Regions from separate parts of the Gasterosteus aculeatus genome. Here region 1 is linked to region 2. Evidence: chromatin contacts called from public Hi-C data. All regions are on one chromosome and are shown on one strand. Each heading gives the region's core, a stretch centred on a gene start, on an enhancer-like site or on the middle of the called end of the contact. The rest is flanking DNA. Distances are from core to core; before and after follow the strand shown.

What was found. Hi-C and Micro-C count contacts between places; a contact is called where the count stands out from the background.
Region 1: a Hi-C map of liver shows a contact between it and region 2, with 5 times the contacts expected there. The contact joins the enhancer-like site here to the promoter of tigara in region 2. A contact is called at or near these places in 2 of 6 Hi-C or Micro-C datasets (liver and skeletal muscle).

The regions. Positions count from the first base shown.
Region 1 is chrX:6,297,790-6,304,669 of fGasAcu3.hap1.1, forward strand. The region is part of intron 1 of ccnd2a (cyclin D2, a); the gene reads right to left. Among protein-coding and RNA genes, the nearest start is that of ccnd2a, 4.1 kb to the right of the region's middle. Within about 2 kb of position 1,757, at least 1 of the 9 cell types and tissues checked has open chromatin away from gene starts, as enhancers often do.
Region 2 is chrX:6,177,864-6,184,393 of fGasAcu3.hap1.1, forward strand. It overlaps tigara (TP53 induced glycolysis regulatory phosphatase a), which reads right to left and starts at 2,858. Exons shown (of 5, transcript XM_040163629.2): 1 at 2,715-2,858; 2 at 2,006-2,045; 3 at 1,239-1,316; 4 at 986-1,096. The coding sequence starts at 2,752. It overlaps ccnd2a (cyclin D2, a), which reads right to left. Exons shown (of 6, transcript XM_040162197.2): 6 at 4,468-6,530.

The sequences.
Region 1 (6,880 bases), core at 507-3,006, 120 kb after region 2:
AACCCGACGGCCAGAGGGAGGAGCATTTGGTCGACCGAGTCAAAGCGCGTAGCGGAGAGCGGGCGGCGAGTCAATTGAGGGATGTTTGAAGAGACTGACAGACGAGCGTGTTGGGAATAAAAGGTGCAGATAGAGACCCAGACCCACACTGGGAAGTCTCTTCTTTTTATTTACAATAAGTCTTCTAAAACCAATAAAAAAAACAGGTACACAAACTGATCAACACATGGTACTGAGAACGACGCCAAAAAGGGACACAGCTGTCTGCACAGCTGTACAGACGATCAATCGGATCGACCAGAGGTGCCAGTTCTAAAGTCTACCTTGTTTTTTACCTTTCCCCAATCTGCTGGATTTATTTGTTCTAATTAAGCAAGTTTGGGCCCCTTGCCTTCACAAATTAACTCATTAATCTTGTTGTGACAAGTCAGAGGAGGAAATTGGCCAATTATCCCTCAGAAAAAACAAAAAGAAAGCGATTTCTTTCAACGGCAGGAGGTCAGAGACGTTTATACCAACACATAAAAAAAAGGTATTTTTGGACAAGTATGCACAATGCATCATATTTGAGTCACTGTCTATTCTGGTTTTCCACATTGGGTGAGTTGTTACGGTGTGCGCTGAGCCATGAGCGGGGTTCAGCCTCGCGCTCCCTCTTGTTGAGTGTGTCAAGACCAATTATTGAGATCAAACTTGTGTGTTTGAACCCCCCCCCCCCCCGCCTGGCAATTTGATACTGATTGAGACTTTGTTGACACGAGTCAAAACACATGACACATAAGGAACGAGCCTACTAAACAGCCTACAGCATGGCCGTACGGGCGGGGCCGCCCAGCAAGAGGCCTCCTCCGCCAAGATAGTGCGCGTGGGGGGGGGGGGGGGGGTACTGCGATTGTTCGGGCCTCCTGTAATCCCACACACTGGTACCTCTGTGCACAACGCGCAGCGGGGTGATGAGACTCACGTGCGAGTGATTCAGAGGCTGCGTGAGGTTTTTATTTGCAATTGTCCCCCCCCCATCCGTAGCCTGCCCGCACCCCGCACGCATAAATGTCCCCATGTGACGGTACGCTTCGGTCCTGACCTCCTCCACCGCTTCGCCACGACGACACAAAGCTCTTTTTTTACTGGAAACTCTTCTTCGAAACACCGGAGGAAGTTTGCATTCAATTAAAAGTACCCCACAAAAAAGGTGCGTGCGTGCACACACACACACACACACACACAAAAACACCCTGCCACTAACCTTAAGATGACCCCCGGGCATCCTGAGCCATCCACCACATTACACGAGGGGATTTGGAGCACAAAATGAAGAAATAACACCAAGCAACACTGTGTCTCAGTTCTTTTCACCATGGGGTTTTATTCCGAAAAATGTGGGGAGTTTCAAAATACTACATCCTTCCTGCAGTACACGAGCATTCTGAATAGCTCTCTGTGTCTTTAATTAGCCTCTTCTACCTTTTTATCAGGGATTTGTCCGTCACTCTCTCTCTCTTTCTATGGAGCTCTCTGTCTTTCACACACACGATGGCGTGTGCGATTCCCATCTAATCCACATACATCCTCTGTGTGGAGCCCACTGGATCGGTGTTTTTGGCTTCTGGTGTGAGCTCCCAAGTTGAGGTCAGACTTTTGGGGTCACAAGGGGCCTGCGGAGGGCCGTGCTGGACTATGCTGTGACAGTGTGAAAGCTCTTCATCGGCGTGGCCTCAACGCAGCTTCGGCTGAAGCAGGCGTCGTGCAGCTAACATCGTGCTGACAGGACTCAAAGGTTTTACCTGCAGGGACACCGTAGTGCGGGTGCTACGCTCAGGTGACAACGTGCTCGTTTGGGGCGGCGTTTCCACCGGCAACCCCACTATGAGGGAAGTGAAGTGTGGAGATCAGGCGCTTGCCGGCGGTGCACACTCACATGCACTAAAAGCACTCGAGACCAGCTTGGGTAGGCATTGAAAGCAAGGAGAGAGGATGTGATGGCAACGGTTATTAGCTGCTCAGCTAGATAATGCACCACCACGTCTATCGATAGCAAAATAGTAAAGATACTGGTGTGAATATAGAATAGGGTACCTTTGGGTTAACTTTTGATTTTGTGTAGAAAAGTCCGGGCAGAGTAATGCTGCTTCACCATCCTCAGGTACAGATAGGGCCGTGTCATAATATTTTTGAAAACTAAAATGTGCCAACATAAATTTACATTTTTGACTGAATTTTACCATCAAACTTCTACAAAGCAGCCTGTTAAACAGGATTTATCATTTAACAACGTTGTTTATTTTGAAAAAAAAAAGAAAACAAGAAATATATGAATTTTTTGTCAATTTTTGTGACCAATATCAATCAATATCAAGCGAATCAAAAGTATCTAAAGATTTTAAACATTGCATGAACATTTTTCTTTGTGAAGTGAAGAAAGTCTTGTTTCATCCTATAACTGAGGTGGAAGCCCTCCTCACATTGACGCACACTCGTGTCACATTGAGGTCATATTTTAAGCGTCTTTGGATTTCATCAGCTTGACACGTCTGCTCTCTAGTGGAGATGCATCAGAACCACAGCAACGCCAGTATCTTCTAGCACTGCACTCTAAATATATGATTAAATAAGTTTGTCATTTTGTGCGCTTCATCCAGAGCTTTCTACTATACAATATGATGAACTCACGTTACAAGAATAACTTGAAAACCAATATCTATATTTTTTTATTCATAATGTTGTAAAAGTGGATGTATTTTTGCACTCACATTCAGACATACATATTATCCATACATGACATTACTTTATACGCTGCATGAGGCAAAAACACATATGATTTCTCCAGCGGTAAATATTATTATCCAATAATTAGATCTATATTATATCTGATGCAACTCTTATATGTAATTAGGTTATGGTGTGTAAATGTTGTTTAAACGTTTATTTTTTTTGTGTTACCTTTCATATTTGTGAAAAGAAACTGCATGTACAGTTTGTGGAGAGCAGTGGAAGAATTCCATGAATGCAGTTTATTTCCATTCTGATCATAGTTGTTACTTAATAATATAATAACAACACAAAAGTTGAATGGGTCATTTTACATTAAGTAATTAGAATTGAGTGGCTGCTCTTGAAAAACAAACTGTGTGGAATCATGAATAAACTAAAAGCAGTTGTGTTCTGATCAAGTTGATACAACACTGTTGTGTTGATAGGTGTGAGTTCTTAAAAAGACATTAGTGATGCACGGCTACACTTGCACAACCTTTCCTGACCACTAGAGGTCAGCGTTCTGTCATATATGAACTGCGGCCCGGACGGACGCCACGGCCACGTTATCACACTCTGACACTGACAACCGAAAGCAGAATGATGAAAATCCGTCCAATGCAGCTTCCTCATCCGATAATTTAAAAGTCACAATTGCGCCAGTAATGCTCGCATGCAAAGATGAGTGGAACCGTCACTGGGACCTTGAGCACCCATCCGGGATCTACCGATTAAATCAACGAACCCTTCTGCCCTGCGTTGATGACAGTGCAGTAACAAATAGGGCAGAGAAAAAGTTTGCTCCACCATCACTTTCCATCCCGCCGGCTCCGCTCCTCTGACGCCGACCTCCTCATCCACCCCCCACAGGACCAAGCACCGGAGATGGGGTGACAGAGCCTTCTCCATAGCTGCCCCCCCCCCACTCCCCCTTTCCCTCTGGAACGCTCTCCCCAAACTCACCCGAGACTGCACTGACCCCTCCACATTCAAAACACAAACCAAGACTCTTCAGAACCGCTTTTAATAGATGACTGCGTGTTCTGTGTGTGTTCGCTATTTGCTTGGTTTTATTTATTTACAGTTCAGCTTTTAGGATATTATATAATGTTTTATTAAAGTGACTTTGAGCATTTGGAAAAGCGCTAAATAAATGAAATGTATTATTATTTTTATTGTTAAGGAGAGCTCAGATATTACCCACCTGTATATCATACCTTTAATAAAGCAAATTATCATTATTATATAATAAAATCGTAAAAAAATAAATAAAGCAAATGAACATCTTTACAAAAGGAAATACTTCTTATTCATATTATCAATGGCTCTTTTTACAGAAAGTGTCTGACACATGAAACGTTTTCAGAAAGAAAATTCCCCTTGTACGTTTTGTCTGCCTGAATCGATCTTTAAAAAAGGAGGCAGATTGCCGGTAAAGACGGCCACAAAAAAAACAAAAAAGTATGTTTCCACTTCACCGATCTTTGCGCACAACATGACAAGCCTGAGCGAGTGGGCAAAAATCAAACACTGTGTTACTTTTAATAATGCAAAGCTGTGAGTGCACAGCAGTGGGAGCTGTTTTATGGTCAATGCATCATAGATTCATGAGCGACCGGAGCTTTCGATTTCTTTTTGTTCACTCGGGGAGTGACAGTGGAACATATTCCCGCAGGAGCAAAAGAATCTATTCAGTCCCAGCTGATGCATGTGAAATCGTAGAAAATTGTTTTCCTTTTGAGACGTTGGTGTTTAAATGGCTGGACCGTCGAGGCAACCTGCTGTGCTGAAGCTAAACGTGGACACAAGCAGCAGAAAGGGAACATCACGCAGCTCATTCGACACGGCTGATTTAACGTGTAAACCGTGTCGCTTGCGTTCCTGCAGTATTTACGCTGGCATAATCAGCTTCGCCAGGCCCGGGACGCCGTTCCTGCCCAACAGCTGCGAATCTCAGAGTTGATCCTGGTCCAACTCTATAGTAGACACATCCGGACATACAGTCGGACACTCTGCCTCCTCCTCCTTTTCTTCCTCCACCTCCTCCTCGTACTCCTCCTCCTGCTGCTGCTGCACTTGAAAAGATGCCAGGAGGCCTCTGCTAAAAAGAAAAAACTTTTTCATTTCCAACCTTGTGTCCGAGTTCTTCTCCAAGGCTTTTGCTTTGTTCTCCAACGGGCTCCACATTTCCCAAAGTCTAACAATGACGGTGGGGAGTCAGTGGGAAAAAACTCACAATTTTAGTTTGGCTTGGCTGCAGAGTTACATTCTTCAGACACGGATTTTTGGAGGACAGATAAATCCCCCTCACTCGGACAATGAGCGTCTCTGAAACATGTCGACCACGTTGAATTCAGAAAAGAGGCTCAAGTGAGGCTGCGAGATCGAAAGGTTGAGTCTGAAGACTAAATGAGGAAACCACAGAACAGATAACGTAGCTGTTGAGCAACCAACTGATGCGTATTGCTAAATTTTTCTCTATACAAGTGCAACTCCTGTAAAAGATGGTTTGGGCAAGAATAAATACAGTGCCGCTTTAGTCCTCTGTGAACTATCTGCAGAAACACACCCTCATCTCTCGATGCCCTTTCCTCACACGCATTCGAGCCAAAGACGACTACAGCAGCATCCTCTCAGCGCAGCTGCATGGCGCATTTAAAGCTAATCAAAAACCACCAAAACACAGCGGCCGGTCTCCCAGCGCTGACATACGCCTTCGTGTTTTCGGGAAAAGCGCGACAGGAACCGATGACGTCAGCGCGTCGAACACGGGACACTGGGGGAGCGGCGAGAGCAGCGAGACGTGAAGCAAACAAATATGTCCCCGATGCGAGGAGCCATCGAGATGACTGACACGCAGGTTAGAGATTTGGGATTTCAGCTGAACTCCGACTGCGGTGAAAAAAAAAAGAAAGTTACACACAAATCAATCTGATCAAACCAGAGCTGAAAGTATTATTCCATGAGAAACAAATGTATATACATATATAGATATTTATTATGTACTGCTTTCAAACCACCATATCTATACACACAAACACACATCTATGTAGATATAAATATTCATCCAATCAGAGTTTGTGTCAGTTTACATTTAGAACAATGTAGACACCAAAAATCTGTGGCAGAGCTAAAAATGTGGCTGTTTGTTTGTCGAATAGGTAGAAGAGTAGAGAGGGAAGGAACCATTTGTCCGACATGGAAACAAAGAGCTCAGTACAATCGAGGTGAAAAACAAAAACAAAACAGGAAACTGCCACAGATGAACTCAAATGAAATCACGTGGACGTGGGCGTCACATTTACAGAGAAGATACAGCAGAGACACTGGTGAGGGCATGCAGCCCCCCCCCCCCCCCACCACCACCACCACCAGGCCAGAGTCTCTTGACAAAACCTCAGCTTCAGTTCAGCCAATCTGACAGGAAGCTTTCCCCTCCCCCTTCTTCCTCAACCCCTCCTCCAGCAGCGGAAACGCAGAGCATGCAGATGTTGACGTTCCACAACGAAAGTCGTGCCCACATCCGCTGAGAATGAACAAACTTCTGTAGTCCATGTTCAGACTGACAGTAAAACAACGGGCGCGTTTACAGCGCTTTAAACTTTCAGCACCGCTGGAGGTCACAGAGAAGGAAGGTGTATTTAAGGCTGGACAGAAAGTCTACATCTGAGTGAGGGAGAGAGAATATCAGGGAAATGCACCTATTAATGTGAGGGGGGGAAAAAACAGTTGCCATTAACTGATTTTTTTTCATATTTTATGACTAGCTTTGAGAACATAATCCAACACTTAAACGTGGAGGCTTTCTCCTGCCGGTGTCTAACTGCTGTACAGATGGATTGTCACATTTTCTTAACTCACACTTGGGAATCTTCTTGATTTCCATCACGTGATGACAAGTGCGAGGTATCTGTCGGATGCACACAGAGGCTGCGCAGCTGCCAAATAGCAGGCCTGTCACTCAGTGAGGGCATAAGATGCTGAGGGAAATCTAACACGCTCTGCTCCATCATCAGCCTGCTCATTGAAATCAGGCCCAGTGACCCATTTCCATCTGCAATTAAATATATATATACATATATATTCCACCACAAACACATATCTTCTGGTGATATATATATATATATAT
Region 2 (6,530 bases), core at 1,608-4,107:
AACAAGGGGAAGGGTTGTTGTAATGAACACAAGATGGATACAAACTTTTCCATAACAAAAAAACAACCACACACACACACACAAGCTGGTTTTTGAGTTTTAACCGGATCCGACAAGCAGTGACCGGTCAGAGCTGGGAGGGATTCATGGAGCCGGCACCGATTGGGGCGCCTGTTGCTTACGTCAACTCCATCTTTCAGCATTATCATCATCATCATCGCCGCCACGTGCCGGTCACGTGCCGGTCACGTACTGGGATGCACCGGAGTTAACGTCCAAACCGAGATCTAATGGATGAAGGTCTTTCGGGAATAGAACATCCCTCCTTCCGACGCCCCCTCACACACGCGCCCACGCAGCCTCTGACACAAACAACACAGCTAAGTGGTGACTTTTTAATCAGGAGCAGTGACGAACTCGCTGCGGGTGTTTGGGGGGGTGGAAGGGCGTGTACTTTGGTCCTCCTGCCTCACAGGTGCTTCGGCACAAAATGATGACGAAATGATATACGGATCGTGTGGGTGCAAAGAGGCCCTGCGACCTCTGTTGCATCCATGCAGAGGAAGGGATTTGACTGAGAAAATGACATGAGATGTTTTCCTTCCACTTAGAGGGGGATTCAGGTTGGATCCACAGCCGCAGTTAAATATGGAGGCTATTTCCTTTTTTCAGACCAATTGTTAGTATTTCTTGCCAAACCAGATGATTGTGTGTGTCAAAGAAACACATTCAATCTGTTTTATGTTTAATTTAAGTTGCCTATGTTGGAAGGAGTATTTCAAAGTGGGGGAATCATATATTTTGCAATGGAAGTAATGAAATGAAGGGAGGTGGTGATTTGTATCCGGACACACGTGTTATCTGATGTGTGGGGTAACTACATGCTGAACAAAAGGGAGATAAATAATGCCTGCATGATGGATGATATGACAGACAAACAGCTACTCAACCCGTCTTCAACAGCCACAGGCCGTCGCCGCCTCACCTGCTCCTGAGTCTCCCCCTTCGGAGGGGTGAAGCCCGGAAACGACTGGCCCGCTGCCTCGGCCATCTCCCTCACGTCCTGCACCGGCCTCCCCTCCGCTATCCCGAAGCTCTGGGAAACAACAAGATCGTGACTGGATTACTCATGCGTATCTATTAATGAGTAAATGTATTTTAGGAAAATGTTTTTCGTGAAAAAAACTAAAAACAACACACTTTTTGCTGTAAAATCACACAGAGGAAATGCCACTCACTTTCTCCTTAAGCAAAGCGTCACACACCAATTGCAAGCCAGAACAACTGCGGTTGTGTTTCATTATTGTTTCAGCCGTCTGGAATAGATAATACACGTTGACGTCATCTAGTCAGCACATGCTAACATACATCAGTTGGGTGTTTTTTTCATGGTTCTTGCCACAATTAATATTGCTCACAGGAACAAATGTCACAAACTGACACGCTCGGTCCAATGAGGTGTGACAGTGCGTTTCTATTAAATCTAATCAGCCAAGAGTGTGGTACGTAAAATGAGATATTTGGGTCACGTTATCCGGTTTGATTAAAGTGATGGTGACGATGTGCAGCTGTATGCACAAGCCAACTAATAGCCTTGACTAATCCAGACACAGAGTAATAGTAAATGTTTTATCGTAAAAATTTGAATAAATGTCAGTGTGTCTTTTATCGTATAAAGTTTTGTTGTATTTGTTTTTGATGCTTTCATATGGACTCATGTGCGACTCAATAAAGTTGAATGATCAAACAGTAAAATAACTACGCCCTGCAGTGTCTTGATTCATTTTACAAATGAAGGTTGAAGCGTTGCACCTGCTGCGCCCGCAGCATGTTACTGGAAAACACGTTGCTGAACTCAACATCTTTAAGGTAACAGCCGGCTGCCTCAGCCTGCTGCAGCCCGCTCTCAGACAAGGGCGAATCTATGGCCTGGCCTGTATGGAGGGAGACGAAAGGATGAGGGTAAGACTGTAAACGTCTTACTGTACATATTCAGTCGTACTACACCTTGCAGCAGGCCGTCTTTGTTGTACTGCGTTTCCCCACTGCAGAAAATAAACGACTAATCAATATCAAAGTAAAGGAGCAAACAGATTAGTTAAAATGATTTTTTTTTAAACATACATACACGTGAACATGTTTACTCTGCATAATGTTTTGCTGACGGGACCTTTAAGGAGGGCAGATGATCAAACATGGCTCCTGTTAACCATTAATCTATCAATAATCTTTGGTTCGGTTATTAAATGTCAATTATTCAGATATCAGAAAATAGTGAAATGCCTTTTCGAAATAGAAAATATTATTACTATTTCGATAGTAGAGGGTGACTTTGCTAATATGAGAATTGCAGAAAGACAAACTGCGTTTCTATAAAAGTAGCTGCTGTTCCTAATCGCTCCACTGGGGGTCGCGCTCTATGACGAACTCTTTTCAATGACGTCACCGCAGGCAGATGCGCTCGCTTAAAACTGAAATATGACGGTGAAAGTAATAAACCGACTTCTTGTGCAACACGAAGGGGGCTTAACATGTTCGCTACAAATACCCCTCAGGCATGTTACACATGTATTAACGCATGCAGGGTGACTGTATCACATGTAACGTGTGCTGCGTGCGCAGGTCGAAGCAGCCTCACAGTCTATTTTTAGGGGAAACAAACACGAGACATTTATCATAAAAACTATATGAATATGAACGTCAACCGCACTTACTGTCGAATAAGGCTCAGCGCAAATGTCAGCGTCTTCATGCTGTACAATAAAGCACGTGTATATAATATCGCCTTGACGTGTGGCAGCTTCAAGAAGACTGACGTACCGTCGCGTACTCGCGTCGCGCGCGGAGGTAAAGTGTGTTTACTGCAGTTTACACTAATACACGTAAAACTACCGCTGGAAAGTATTAGAACAAAGACTGATGTAAGACCACGTTGTAACTTCGTGTTTTATAAAATGCAGCTTTAACATTAGCGTAATTGTTGTTGTCAATAAAAAAAACTAAATTTATTGAAAAAATTATCAGTGCCAATGTGCACTTAAATTTGGTTGAATATGTGTTACATTTTTAACTTGAAAAGGTTACAAATCAATCTTTTCATTTTATTTTCATTTGAAAGACACGGTACTCAGTCCGCGGGAACTATGAAAGATTCTTCAGGTTAAGTCCAAATGTTTGACCATTCATTAATTCATGACCATCACGCCATCCACTGTCCAGTGCCAACTTAATTTTCTTATTTGCATTTTTTGGTTAGATCTGGTTAGTCTGGTTGACACAAACTAAAAGCAACAGTGTATTAGGGTGTTCACTTTCTCTGTCGATAGTGTTGCATGTAGGCAGAAGTGTTTATTTGTCACCTCACAAGGAGTTTTGCAGAGAGAATATTTTCAATGGGCTCAAGTATACACATGATATTCTCGCCTCATTACCAACCGCGTTGTTCATTGTTGTTGAAAATTAAAAGCACCGTTCAGTGGCCTCTTTATTCTAAGATTATTATGAAATTGTATGGCAGCCATAAAAATGACAGAAAATGTCATAATAACCTTCATATTAAGATAATACTGTAATAATCACAAGGTTCAGGGGCTGGAGTCCGTCCCAGCGAGTGTTGGGTACACCCTGTACTGGTCACCAGTCATATCACTGACAGACACCCCCATTCCGCAAATCTGAGCTAAATCCAAGCATTTGCACCTGTGATCAATAGAAGTAATACAGAAATCACCGCTGTTAGCCTGTTTACAAAAGGCCAACTTTTAATCTAAAACCTATTACGGTCTTATTAGTTTAGTATATTGAACTCATACTTACAAGTCTGTGGCTGATTGTAACGTCTAAGCATCAGATACGTTAATAAATGTCACCACTAGAGAGCACAAACAGCACACTTTATTTGTGACATTTCGCCAGTCAGCCGTACTTGGGAGATTAAAGTTTCAACCCTCCTTCATTATCACTGCTACACACATTAATGCATGTGTCACCCAAACCGTGCAACCGATTCTAACGTGCCACAGAGAACGTGAGGTAAAGCAGGAGGTTAACGGTCTGCCTTTTTATTTCTAGTTTTTTACTTCAATGATTATGCACAATTTAGTTTTATATAAATTAAGTCCCTTCACGTCTATAATGCTCAGTTTCCTGCTGCGCTCACAGGTGAAGAGCCCTTTTTGTTACCAGTAAATTTCCTTCACTTTTGGTTGCATGCAGATTTATTGGACGCGGTTGAAACATTCTTGTGTGTACACATTTGCAGGGTGTGTTTATAAGTGGTCGTCCTCATTCTCTGGCATGCAGGGGAACCGTTGTTATTCTCCCACATTCGTCATCGGTGCTTTGTGTACCTTTCAACCCTTAAAGTGCAGCTAAACTTGCTGTTTCATTGCCGACTCCCACACAAACCAGTCCATTGATTATGAAACAATCAGACGCACCGCTTAAAAGGAGCACAGGCGTGGGAAATAGTGAGCTGATGTGGTGTCACACCCTTTAAAGCAGAAGTTTATTGAACAGAGGTTGTGCAACAGACATTTGAGGTACATGATATGAGTTATAGTGGAGGCGGGGCAGCTAGAAGGGAAATCTGCACCATTGAAACTTCCAGATATCAGAGTATTTATGGTCGGACATGACAGGTGTAGCTCAAACTGTTCTCACGTGGCAGTTATAATGGTGCACAAACAATGTTTCAGACCAAAACGTTTCTTTTCTTACATACAGAATCCATATTTACTGACATTCAGGGTGATTGTGCTTGTATAAAGCAAGAACTGTACTTTGGCCATTGTAGGAATGCTGTTTCCCCATCTCGTGCACAACAAGTCAGATGTTAGCACCAAGATGAACAGAAAAATGAACATGCTTGCACTATCCACAAAATAACCCCCCATACAGGAGATGTTGCTGCGCCCGCCCTCCAATAGGTTAAGTCCATCTCACTGAGCAAGTTGTTTCTCCACTAAAATAGTGGGAATCATCCACAAAAAGAATAACCTGTCGTTCCTCGCTCTCCCTCCACCCCCCGTCGCACGCGTTTCCCCCTGCGCTCCGGGCGACTAACCGCAGAGGCATCGGTATAAGATTTGCTTGTGTTTTGTTTTGTCCAGTAATCCTGAGGTATGCGAAATACCACTGAAGAAGAATGTGACCGAAGGAGAGCAAAATAGATAAAAGAAGAGGGAAAGGAGACATGCTATCTAAGCAAACTGTACAAAGAACATTTCCAGTCGAATAGTCATTTCATGTTCTTCTATCACCATCTACTTCTGTTTTTTCTGAATGTATCTCTTAAGCAGTAAAATAATTATATTATAATACACGTTTATAAAATAGCAGCACACTCAAGTGACACATCACAACTAAGTAATGTTATTTTTTTTTGTATAAATGACACAAATTCATAGCTTTTAGCAGCGCAAAAAGACAACAATAACTCAATAAAAATATTGACACTTTTTTCTTGTCTTCACACCTCCTCTTCTGTCCTCTCTTCACTTTGGAATACAGTATCTCTAAATCTTAGAAAACCCCTTGTGTGGGTCTGGTCACCCCATAAAATATATCAAACACAAATTGAAAAGATGGTTTCAATATATAACACATGCAACAATCATTTGCAGGAAAGAAAATCACAACTATTACGTTTGGGAGAGAGCAAAATGAAGAGGTTATATCAAATATCCAAACGGGGATGTTTTGGCAAATACGTCATAAAATTGCCCAGTTTTACTGAAAAACATCACTTAAAACACGTGATTCCCCACATTTATCTTCAGTTTGACGGACATACACTCGGCGAAGGCACATGCCGTCGAGGAACGACTCAAACATTGAGTCAAAGACACCTTTCTGTGTTTCATTAAAACAATACAAAGCAAAAAAAAGAAAAAGAAAATCGGTCTCTTGTTTGGTGCGGACGTCTGTTTGGCTGATGAACCCCCTCGCCAATGATTTGAAGCAGCAAAGCTCACAGGGGACGGACGTGTTCACTGACAGACGATCGGCCCGAAATGCACAAGCCAGCACCACGGAGAACGGAGCAGCCCCGGAAGCACACATCAGTTAAGATGGTCTCCGACCAAAGGCCCTGCTGTCTTAAAAATTCAAACCTCACGGCCCTCTGAAGAACATGTGCAAATATCAGATGTTACGACCACCTCCTCTGGTAGCTCGGTGCTGCCCTGTTGTGATCATCCGAGGCTGGGATGCAGATAAATATGAAGAAAAAAAAAAAATTCAAGTAGAAACAAATATTTAATTTTTTTTCTTTTAAAAAAGTGAAATAAAATCAAACAGGACCCGTGGATCAGTGAACTCTGCCTGTTGGCATTTTCCAAATCAGTTCGGCCTTTAATATTTGCTCAAATTCTCTGAGTGATCAGACTCCCCACCGACTCGCCGTTTGCTTCAAAAGGAATGTGTTTTTTTTTGTGTTTTTTGTTTTTTGATCGGAATGTCCTCTCGTCGCAAGTTGTGGAAAAGCCTTTTATTAATTGGACTCTTGCTTGACGAGGGTGTGTCTGACG